Linked DNA regions of Mus musculus: region 1 is linked to region 2. A link is a contact called in public HiChIP or PLAC-seq data. All regions are on one chromosome and are shown on one strand. The core of a region is the stretch at or near the end of the contact, and the rest is flanking DNA. Distances in the headings are between cores, read along the strand shown. Region 1 holds the start of Aqp7 (aquaporin 7). Region 2 holds the start of Nfx1 (nuclear transcription factor, X-box binding 1).

What was found. HiChIP or PLAC-seq counts read pairs in DNA pulled down with a chosen protein or histone mark.
Region 1: a contact with region 2 is called in an H3K4me3 HiChIP or PLAC-seq map of embryonic stem cells, with 23 read pairs. The contact joins the promoter of Aqp7 here to the promoter of Nfx1 in region 2. A contact is called at or near these places in 1 of 39 promoter capture datasets (macrophages), 4 of 115 datasets of contacts at active chromatin or transcription factors (the SCID.adh cell line and embryonic stem cells) and 2 of 9 other capture datasets (adipose tissue and pancreatic islet).

The regions. Positions count from the first base shown.
Region 1 is chr4:41,045,538-41,050,451 of GRCm38.p6, forward strand. It overlaps Aqp7 (aquaporin 7), which reads right to left and starts at 2,599. Exons shown (of 8, transcript NM_007473.4): 1 at 2,336-2,599; 2 at 847-985. It overlaps Gm25637 (a small nuclear RNA gene), which reads left to right and starts at 4,683; the gene lies at 4,683-4,789.
Region 2 is chr4:40,969,284-40,974,535 of GRCm38.p6, forward strand. Nfx1 (nuclear transcription factor, X-box binding 1) reads left to right here and starts at 1,660. Exons shown (of 24, transcript NM_023739.3): 1 at 1,660-1,776. The coding sequence starts at 1,752. Gm52692 (a long non-coding RNA gene) reads right to left here and starts at 876. Exons shown (of 2, transcript XR_003955193.1): 1 at 319-876.

The sequences.
Region 1 (4,914 bases), core at 1,349-3,848, 77 kb after region 2:
AGAGCAGGGATGAAGACACCCAAGAGCTATAGGGACATGGAAGGTAAGATGACCCATCTAGGCCTCTTCTTCCTTCTGTCCCAGACTGAACAGGCAGGAGGGGTGTACCAATGTGGCCACTTTGCAAAGGGGGTAGGCAGGGAACTGAAAGTGCAATCTGTTTTGGGGAGGAGGCAGGGTCTGGGGTAGATGGGAATCAGAGCTCAACTGTGTCTGTCTCTCTGCAGAGCTTGGGGTTAGGAACAGTGGGGGAACTCTGCCCATGAGGTTTGGCAAAATCTGATGCTGGGCTCTATAAACAGCACAGAAGCCTGAAAACAAAAACCAGGTTCTTCAGAAGGTGGGGGAGGGGGTCAGCAAACGCACCGGGCTTCTACAACCAGGCCAGCAGAGAGGTGCTTGGAAGTGAGTGGGTGAAGGAGCAATGAGGAGGAGAAAAGGAGAGACAGGGTCTCACCTCCCCAGGACCCTCAGTGCCAGGCCCACAGATGTGCGCGATCACTGGTTGAATAACCTACCAAGAACTGGGCAATCTATTTCTCTATCCTAACCAGATTGACGCCAAAGCCTTCCTAAGGAGTCTGACACTTGATAAACTTTTGTTCAATAAAAGCTTTGTTTGATGGATAGACAGATGAAAAAATGAGTTTTAGACACCGGTGTTCGTTAGGTGGTACAGTGCTGGCGTCTGGGGAAGGTGCTGGGTCTCGGGGATGAAGAGGAACAGGACAGGTGTGGCTAGGTGGGCCTTGGGGAAAGAGGGGTGGGGAGACACAAAGCCTAGGTATTTAAGGTATTAGTGCCTAGATGAGAGCCATGGCGGAGAGGGAACATTAAGGACGTTACCCTTGACTTCTGGCTGGAGCCGAGGAGAAGGGGACCCCTGTCTGAGCTGAGACCCACAGGAAGACGAGAGAGGCTGGAGGTGCAGTGCGGAGATGGTAATTTTCACCCGGCGTCGAGTTGCTGGTCTTATGAAGTAGGTCTAAAGCCAAGAAGGGAGACATGGCTGAAAGAGCAAGGTTGCCAATGCAGAGGGAGCCGCTGGGTCCAGTGAGAGGGCACAAAGGGCGAGCATCTGTATTCTCGTGGCACTCAGCAATGAGTTGGATAGGCATGCTTGCCTGAGAGGGCAGTGAGGACTACAGAGGTCTAGAAGGGCACTAGGAATGCATCAGCTGCCACTGCACAGGGAGTGGGACCGGAAGTACAGTTGTCTCGGGAAGCCTGACTGAGGGGCCTCTTTGGAAATGAATGGAAAGGCTGAAGGAGTAGCCATGTGGGTAAATATAGGGAGAGAGCTCCGGGAAAAGGGAAGAACTGTTGAGGGAGTCTGAGCATGTGTACAGAAAGCAACTGAGGACAGCGCACGGCTGGAGAGCCGGGAGAGCAAGACTTGGAGCGGAGGCTTGAGGAGGTAAAGAGATCAGGACCCTGACTAGTGCAGACTCTGTCATCACCAAGAGTCAAAGGCGATGGATTTGGGTCAGCTAGTTGCCATTTACACGGGGCAGACAGAGCCTGCTCACCAGCCCTGTATCCTCAATCCAGATCTTCAGAGCGTCCCTTAACCTGATATCGGCCATTGTTTTCTGAGTTTTAGACTCTGTGGTACTGGAGAGGAACCACCTAGGGCTGAGTGAGAGATTCAGAACTTGGAGAGAAGCAATCAGGACAGCGCTATCCCAAACCCAGGCAAGCTGGAGGGAGGAGGGAAGAGGGAGGAAGGTGAGAATGCCTCAAGCAATGTGAAAGTGTCCTACCCCCCCCCTCTACTCATGCTACCCCAGAAACCTGGACCTCAAGACCGGGGCTCCTCAAAAGCCCTCTTGGCCTCCCCAAGTCTGCCATCTACTTAGCTTTGGATAACTAACGTTGTGCTAAAGTTGACTCTCCCACCTCTCTGAAACTTACCCTCTAGTCCATCCTCCTCTTAGACTGCCAGGGTAACTCCTGACAGTTGCCCCCAGACAGGCGCTACCCGATTTTCTCTGGATGAAGCATCAATTTATATCCCTAACCTTAAAGTGCCTGAGGAAGATGCCATCAGCAGACCCATCTCTGACCTGCCTCACTTCTGCCCAGTCTGTTTGCTCTCCTCTCCTCCCTCCACGGTGCAGCCCAATGCACCCTCCCACCCTCTGCTCCACTCAGCAGCTATGATCCTGCCACATCCAAGTGACAGCCAATCTGTCCGTGTCACACGGCCACACAGGGCTGAACCAGGACAGAGAGTCATACTCCAACTCCTGGTGAACTTTCTTTCCCAAACACCCCCTGCTGGGCTTGCCCCAAGGAGGCTCCCCTGTCCCAGACTACCCGCAGCCCCGCTCACTCTCTGAAGTGCTCTGTGTCTTTCAGCCTCCGTCTCACAGCTGGTCTTGATTCCGTTTCTCTATCAGGGAGGCAGACTCAAGCTGCAACTGAACTGTAGCTCTGCGGTCTCCGAGTCCTCACTTGAGCCTGCCTCTGGGCCCTCCCCAGGGTGGCTGTGAGTTCTGTTGTGCTTCTCCAGGGGAGAGGTCAGTAGGGCAGGGGTTTGGCCCATGCCACTTAAGCCAAGTCCATACACACTGCCCAAAATAGCATCTCTGTTCTTACCAGTAGCACCATGGAGACTGAGTTCTGAGGCAGCCCTTGTGAGGTCAGAGGTGGAGTTCCAGGTGTGAATTCTGGGCCTCATAGTCCCAGAGGAAAGGCCAGTACTACATGCCAAGTGTCTGGCTTATCTCTAAGACCAGAGCCAGAGGTAGCCTGCAGAAGGCCACAGAGGTTCCTGAGACCCAGGCTATAGAGAAAGCTGTGTAGATGGAGATGTACATAGAAGTTTCCAGAAAGTAACAGAAAGGTGGAAGAGGTGGAAGGACTGGAAAAACAATTCTGGGTCAGTCCTCAGAGAGCCCTCCACCTGAAGCAGAGGGAGGAGAGTTAGGCCCTCTCCTCAGGGGTCCCCATCTGGGAGAAGAGGAAAAAAGCCAGACCTGGTTTCCTGCGGCCCCCATTCCAGGTCCTGTCTTCTGGACACTGCCTATCTTAGGAAAAGTATGCCCAAGGCTCTATGAGAAAAACCAGGCTAGCCCAGCACGGGGCTGTTGGCTCAAGGCAGCCGTGGGATCTCAACTATGGGGGTGAGGTCAGAGGGAGCTGAAGACCACCTGCAGCCAAATGGTTTGTCTGGGTTCAGGGGCCCGGTGGGGCCAGGAAGAACAGGCAGGCATGCACGTGTCAGCAGGGGCTGCAGTGCCAAAGCATGAGGGTGGGTGCCTGTCATCGAGAGGTGGGTGATAGGCAGGAAGCCCAGGGAGACGCACACAGTACCTCGATGGGAGAAGTTATAAGATGTGGTTGTCCAAAAGCCTTGTATGGGAGTGAGACTGTCTTCTAGAGATCACTGAACAGGGTGTCTGTAGCCTGCACCCATGAGGCAGAGACAAGAGGAATACAAGTTTGAGCATAGCCTGAACTGCCTAGAAAACTCAGGCCATCACTACACAGAAATCCCACCATTGGAAAGCAGGGGAAATGAGGTCAGACTGGTCTACAGAGTGAGTCCCAGGCCAGACAATGCTCTACAGTCAGAGTCTGACTCAGAGACGAGAGTCACATGCCTACAACCGGGAGTTCAAGGTCATTCTCCACTACATAGTAAGTTTAGACTAGACAGCCTGGGCTATGGCTATATGAAACCCCAGCTTTATTTTATTTCAAGGTAGGGTTTTTGTTGGTTTGTTTCTTTGTTTAGTCCTAGCTGTCCCTGGAACTCACTTTGTAAAGAACCCTGGCCTCAAAGTCAGAGGCCAGCCTCTGGAGCTGCCTCTCTGCCTCTGGAGCACTGAGCTTGAAAGGCGTGGCCACCACCCTGCAGAGGCCTGTTCTCACACACACACACACACACACACACACACACACACCCCACACACACACACCTCCATTCAAGTGAAACCACTATTGCTGTCACTAAACAATTTCAGGGAGTCGCCAGTATGGGCAGACTTAAGAAAAGTAGCTTAGGGGCTGGAGAGGTGGCTCAGAGGTTAAGAGCACTGACTGCTCTTCCAGAGGTCCTGAGTTCAAGTCCCAACAACCACATGGTAGCTCACAACCATCTGTAATGAGATCTGATGCCCTCTTCTGGTGTGTCTGAAAACAGCTACAGTGTACTTGTAATAAATAAATAAATAAATAAATAAATAAATAAATATTTAAAAAAGAAAAGTAGCTTAGTTTATAAAAAGTTTGCCCAGTATGAGAGCACCGTATTAAAAGAATGGACGCCGGGCATGGTGGTGCACGCCTTTAATTCCAGCACTTAGGAGGCAGAGGCAAGAGAATTTCTAAGTTCCAGCCTGGTCTACAGAGTGAGTTCCAGGACAGCCAGGGCTACACAGAGAAACCCTGTCTCAAAAAAAGAAGAGAAGAAGAAGAAGAAGAAGAAGAAGAAGAAGAAGAAGAAGAAGAAGAAGAAGAAGAAGAAACCAACAAAAAACTAAAAGAATGGGCAGAGCGGTTCACTGGCTGGGCTATGGTGGTTGCACACCTTTAAGCCCAGCACTTGGGAGGCAGAAGCAGGTGGATCTCTGAGTTTGAGGCCAATCTGGTCCACAAAGTGAGTTTCAGGACAGTCAGAGCTCCACAAAGAAATTCTAATCTTGAAAAAATAAATAAATTTTAAAAAGAAAGAGGTGCTCACTCCCCTTGGCAGCACATATTCCGAAATTGGAACAAACACAGAGAAGTCTAGTGTGGTCCCTGCACAAGGATGACATAAATTTAAGTGTTCCATATTTTGTTGTAAATTTTGTTTTAATTGAGCTTTGGTACAGTTCCTTTTAATGTTCTGGAGACTGGACATGTGTTGGGAAGTAAAACTAACCCAGAACTATGGGGAGGGGGAGGGGAGGGGAGGGGAAGGGG
Region 2 (5,252 bases), core at 410-2,909:
TCCATCAGGAACTTCTGGTCAGAGATAATGATCATTTGGGTTTTTAGGCTGGTTAACTTTGGCGTTAATGATAAATTGCTATCTTCATTTGACTTTGTTAAACATTATACATTGGCCTTTGCTGTGCTCCGAGGTTCTGGAGTACGATGTCATTTGAAAATAAGTAGTGTGTAGCCTACTAAATTCCAAAGATGCCAATTGACTCTGCAACTTGCCCACAAACGTCTGTTCTCTCCCCTCCACTCCCTCCTCTTGTCTCTCTCATCATCATCATCTCACTACTGCAGGTAGTACAAATACAACGGTTTCGTGTCTCACCTTTCTGAGGCCGATTTTCAAATATAATTCCTGAAGGATTCCTAAATGTGCTCGGTTAGGGGCAGGCTAAGCCACCCAGTCGAAGGCTTCTTAGTCTGTAGATATTAGAAAGAAGTGCAGAAGCCCTGTAACCAAAATGGTCACATCGTGGAGAATGTTTGAGACAGTGTTGTACTGTTGCTCTGGCTAGCCTGGAACTCACTATGTAGATCAGACTAGCCTCAGACTCACAGAGAACTACTGTCTCTGCTGCCAGAGTGCTGGAATTAAAGTCTAAGTCACCACACCTCACCTTGGAAGATTATATTTTACTATAAAAGAGGCTGAGACAGAGAAGATCCTACTGCAAGGCCCGTGCCAAGGTACAACCTTGAGAAATTACGTCATGCAAACAAGACCTGAAGTAAAAGTGGTTTATTGGGAGAAGAGGAGTGAGGGCCTAGGAAAGGAATAGAGGCAGACAAGTAGGCATGGAGCCAGTCAGACAGACAGGAGCAAAGCCATGGGGCAGAGAGAAGGGGACCGGACGCTGACAATAGACAGCTGCTGGGTGGCGGGGGGGGGGAGGGGGGGGACGCTTGGGGGCGTCTCTTTAGACGCAGCACACACCTATCACACACGGTGGAGGCAGGTCTAAGTGGTTGCTAGGGTCCTGGGGGCAGGCCAGCAGAATGCCTGAATACCAACAGGGGCTACATCAGGACACCCTTTCCCCACTCTCCCCCCCCCTCCAAAAAAAAAAAAAACACAGTAACTTCAAACTGTCTACCTCAGTTGGTGTTCATTTGTATTTGTTACTTGCCTACCGGTTTGTGGCTCATTTGCTATTAGTCCTTTAGATACTGTGTTTCGTTTTACACAGACAGGGATAGGTAGCCCAGGACCTGGAACTCACTACATCCCACTCCCATCCCACCCCCGATCCAGCCTCCCAGGTCCTGAAGTCGTGGGCTACCTAACCCTTGGCAGGTAACCTTTTATTGTTTTGCAGTCTTTTCCTCCACAATGCCCTTTGATTACTACAGCGCCCCCCCCCCCCTCGTCGCCTGCGTGAGCCGCTCCAGGCCGCCTCTTAGCTGAAGGTCATTTGAAGCCGGGCGGATGGCAGGACTTGACAAAAAGGCGTAGCAGCTGGAGAACCCAGCAGCTCTCGAAAAGCAATTACGCAAGTTGGGGGCAGTAGATCCTGCGGTCCGGGTGGGTCTCCTCCAGCCACTCGTGTCCCCCCCGCAAACCCCGCTTGCACCCGGGCCGGCGCATTTGTCTGACGTCCCAAATGCGCCATTTCACTGTGTGCTCAGGTAGCACCACCCCCTTGGCTGTCCCCGGGCGCGTAGGAGCGACTAGTCTCTCGGCGCCGGAAATCCGGGACACGTGACCAGGTGACAGCCTTCGCTCGGTGGCGGGGCTCGCTTGAGGTGCTGCGGCACGGGATGGCGGAGGCGCCTCCGGTCTCAGGTACTGTCCCGTTTCCCGCGCGGGACCCCTAGGGTCTAGCAGTCTAGTCCGAAGGGTGCGGGCCATTGCGGTGGCAAGTGGGGTGCGTGCTGCGCGGGGACAGTGGCTCGCGAGGGCCAAGCCACGCGCGCTGCACGTACGGAACCCTCCTCCATCTTCCACGGGATGGGGAGGCTCGGCCCCTGGGTTTCCGAGGAGAGCGGGCGGGTCCCGGCGCCAAGGGAGCGGACGTGGGCCTCTGGCGCCCCCCGCGGGGCTCCTTCCGGCCTTCCCGAGGCCGCGCGGAGCAGAGTCCGGCGGGCGGGCGGGCGGGCGGACGGCCGGCCGGCCGGGCGTAGGCGACTCTCCGTAGCGGGCCCTGGAGGCCAGCGAGTTTGCGCGCTGTGCTAGGGGTGTGTTCTTTACCTCTCGGAGTGGCGGGTTCCGCGCGCGCGGGCCAGCCAGCCAGCGGGCCCAGTCCTGAGGGGGTGTGAAATCCCATATTGAGGTGCGTGACGTGATCCAGTCTCAGTTACCTCATCTGTCAGCCTGGAGTAGTAAGCTAATTCCCAGACCCTCCCTGTTCTCTCCCTGATTGTTGGCTCACTCTCCCTCCTGGAGCTACCCCTGTGGTAGAGACAGCCTCATTTGACTGTTCGTATAAGCTATTTCCATTTTCTTCAAGGTGTATTGGTCAATCCGGGCTTTCAAATTTTGTGGACAGCAAAAAAAAAAAAAAAAAAAAAAAAAAAAAAAAGGAACGTTTTGCATGGGGTATTAGTACACATTTACCTAAATGTAAATGTGAACCGAGAAGCTGGGGCGCTAGTTCAAGTGTTTAAGAACAGTAGCTCCTCAACAGAGCAGTCACGTTCGCTTGCACAACCACCTGGAAAGCTGTGCGATCTGACGCCCTCTTCTGGCCACGGAGGGCATCAGCAAACACGTGGCATATATCCCGTCCCTGTCCCCCCAAAGCACCCTTGCTAAAACAGGAACACAAGATTAAAAGAAAAGTTTTTTTGTTTTTAAAGTAAACCAAATGTTTCAGTGCTATCAGACATGGTAGCGCACATCTTTAATCCCAGCCCTCGGGAGGGCGAAACAGGAGGATCTTTCGAGTTGGAGTCCAGCCTGGTTTACATAGTTGCAGACCATCCAGGGTTACATAGTGAGATCCTGTCTGGGAAGATGGGGTTGGAGGCCGAGAAGCAGAGGTTTCTTTTACTCTCAACAACATACTCTTAACATTACTATTAAGAAGAAGACCACGATGACGACTTGTCACAACCCACTGTGTAGATTTGACATAATGGCCTGCTCTTCCTGAAAATCACAGCAATGTCCAACATTGGCTTGAATTACAATTGCACTTCTGACAGATTGATGGGCCACTATTAGGATGTGCCTGTACAGGTCATGTTCTTTTCCCTGTCTCAGTTTAAAGAGTGCAAGAACACATTGCATTGGTGTGCCCCAGTCTTGACTTGAATGTAAAAATCTTCTTGGAGAGTGGAGAACTTAGGCAGATACGTTGTCACTCCCCTCCAGGCCTTCACTGGCCCTCTAAACCGAATCTGTTCGTTTTCTCCTCCTCGCCCTGACTTATTTCCACACCCTTGGACATTTGAAGCAGAGCTGAGTGAGGGCTAGCTGTGACTCGGAGTTTTAGCCTCTGGGACTGCGCTCTAGGTTACCACCGACACGCCCCAAAGCATGTGCTGAGTCCCTGTGTTCAAGAAATCCCTGCCTCCTTGGTCTATAGTCTTTGTTCTTACTTTAACATCATTTCTAGCTCATCCACTTCCAAAAGTGGTTCTCAACCTTCCTAATGCTGCAGCCCTTTAATACAGTTCCTCAGGTTGTGGTGACCCCAACCATAAAATTGTTTTGTTGTTGCCTCATAACTAGTTTTGCTGCTGTTATGAATCATAATGTAAATATCTGTATTTTCCAGTGGTCTTATGTGACCCCTGTGAAAGGGTTGTTCTATGCTCCCAAAGACCTCACAACCCACAGGCTGTGATCCATTGCCCTAAGTAAGGTCTTTAAACTGATCCAGGATGAAAATTTCCCCCTTATTTTCAGGCTTTCTAGCGCCAACTGGTTGGATTACTCTCTCATTGCTGTGTTTTGTTGGGTATCTGGTACCCCTTACTTGTATTATAATGATACCTTGGCTAGAGGACATCTCACTAATGGAGGAACTACTACTTAAAATACTGAAATGTGTCTCACTTAGGCCATGGGACAGCTTCCTGATTTATGTGTCCCTTTCCTCAAATCTCTTTTAAAGATTTATTTATATTTAAGTACTTGTAGCTGTCTTCAGACACACCAGAAGAGGGCGTCAGATCTCATTATGGATGGTTTTGAGCCACCATGTGGTTGTGGGATTTGAACTCAGGACCTTCGGAAGAGCAGTCAGTGCTCTTAACCATTGAGCCATCTCTCTAGTCCCCTCCTCAAGTCTCTTTATAGATCTTTCTTTTTAAAAAAAAATTTTTTTTTTTTTACACTGTGCATTGTTATACCTGTGTGAGGGTATTGAATCCCATGGAACTGGAGTTAGAGCCATTTGTGAGCTGCCAAATGGGTGCTGGAAATTGACCGTGGCTTCCCTGGAAGGGCAGCCAGTGAGTTCAGCCATCTCTCCAGCCCTCTTGAAGGGTTTCCTGAGGGTTTTGGCTTAGGTCTAGTAAAAGCACAACTATGTATGGCTATTCAATATGAAACGCCCTTTATCAGGCTTTTGGGCAGCTTTACTGACCTTTATCTAGCCCCCTTCTCCATCCTTGCTTCAAGCAGGAGAGAACTGTACAGCACCTCTTGGCACCATTTTACCCATTCCCACTTGTAAGTTTATCTCATCTTCCCAGAATACCTCTGCCACTCTGAGTTTCTCTAATCCTCTTGCCATTTGTGAGGCTCTTCACCCCACCCTCAGAACACTGCCTGTGTGAAAGTGTTTGCCACAAAGCCTGGATTGAGTGTGAGGTTTCTCTATGGCCTTTGTGAACTCACCAGTTCTTCACTATGTTTCTATGGTACTGCTGCCTTGCCTCTGCCAGGGTGCAGTGTGAATATAAGCACCAAGTCACCAGTGCTGCATGCCATTCTACCATATCCTAAGGCAGAATTCGGAGTTGCCTTGGAGTGAGCACCTGTGGCCTTGGGCAAGCTACCCAGTTTTCTCATCAGCAGAGTGAAGGTTAAATGAGCTAATGAAGCTGGAGAGATAGATGCTCAGCTGCTAAGAGCACTGTCTGCTCTTCCAGAGAACTCAATTTTGGTTCTTAGCATCTACACCAGGTGACTCACACTTCCTGTAACAACAGTTCCAGGGGATCTGATACCTTCTCTTGCCTCAGGACACCTACACACACATGTGCTCACACCACAGAGATACCTAAATGTACATATTTAAAACAGAATAAACAGAATAAAGACGTTAACTCATGCAAAGTGCTTAGGAGAGTGTGTGGCCCATATTAAGT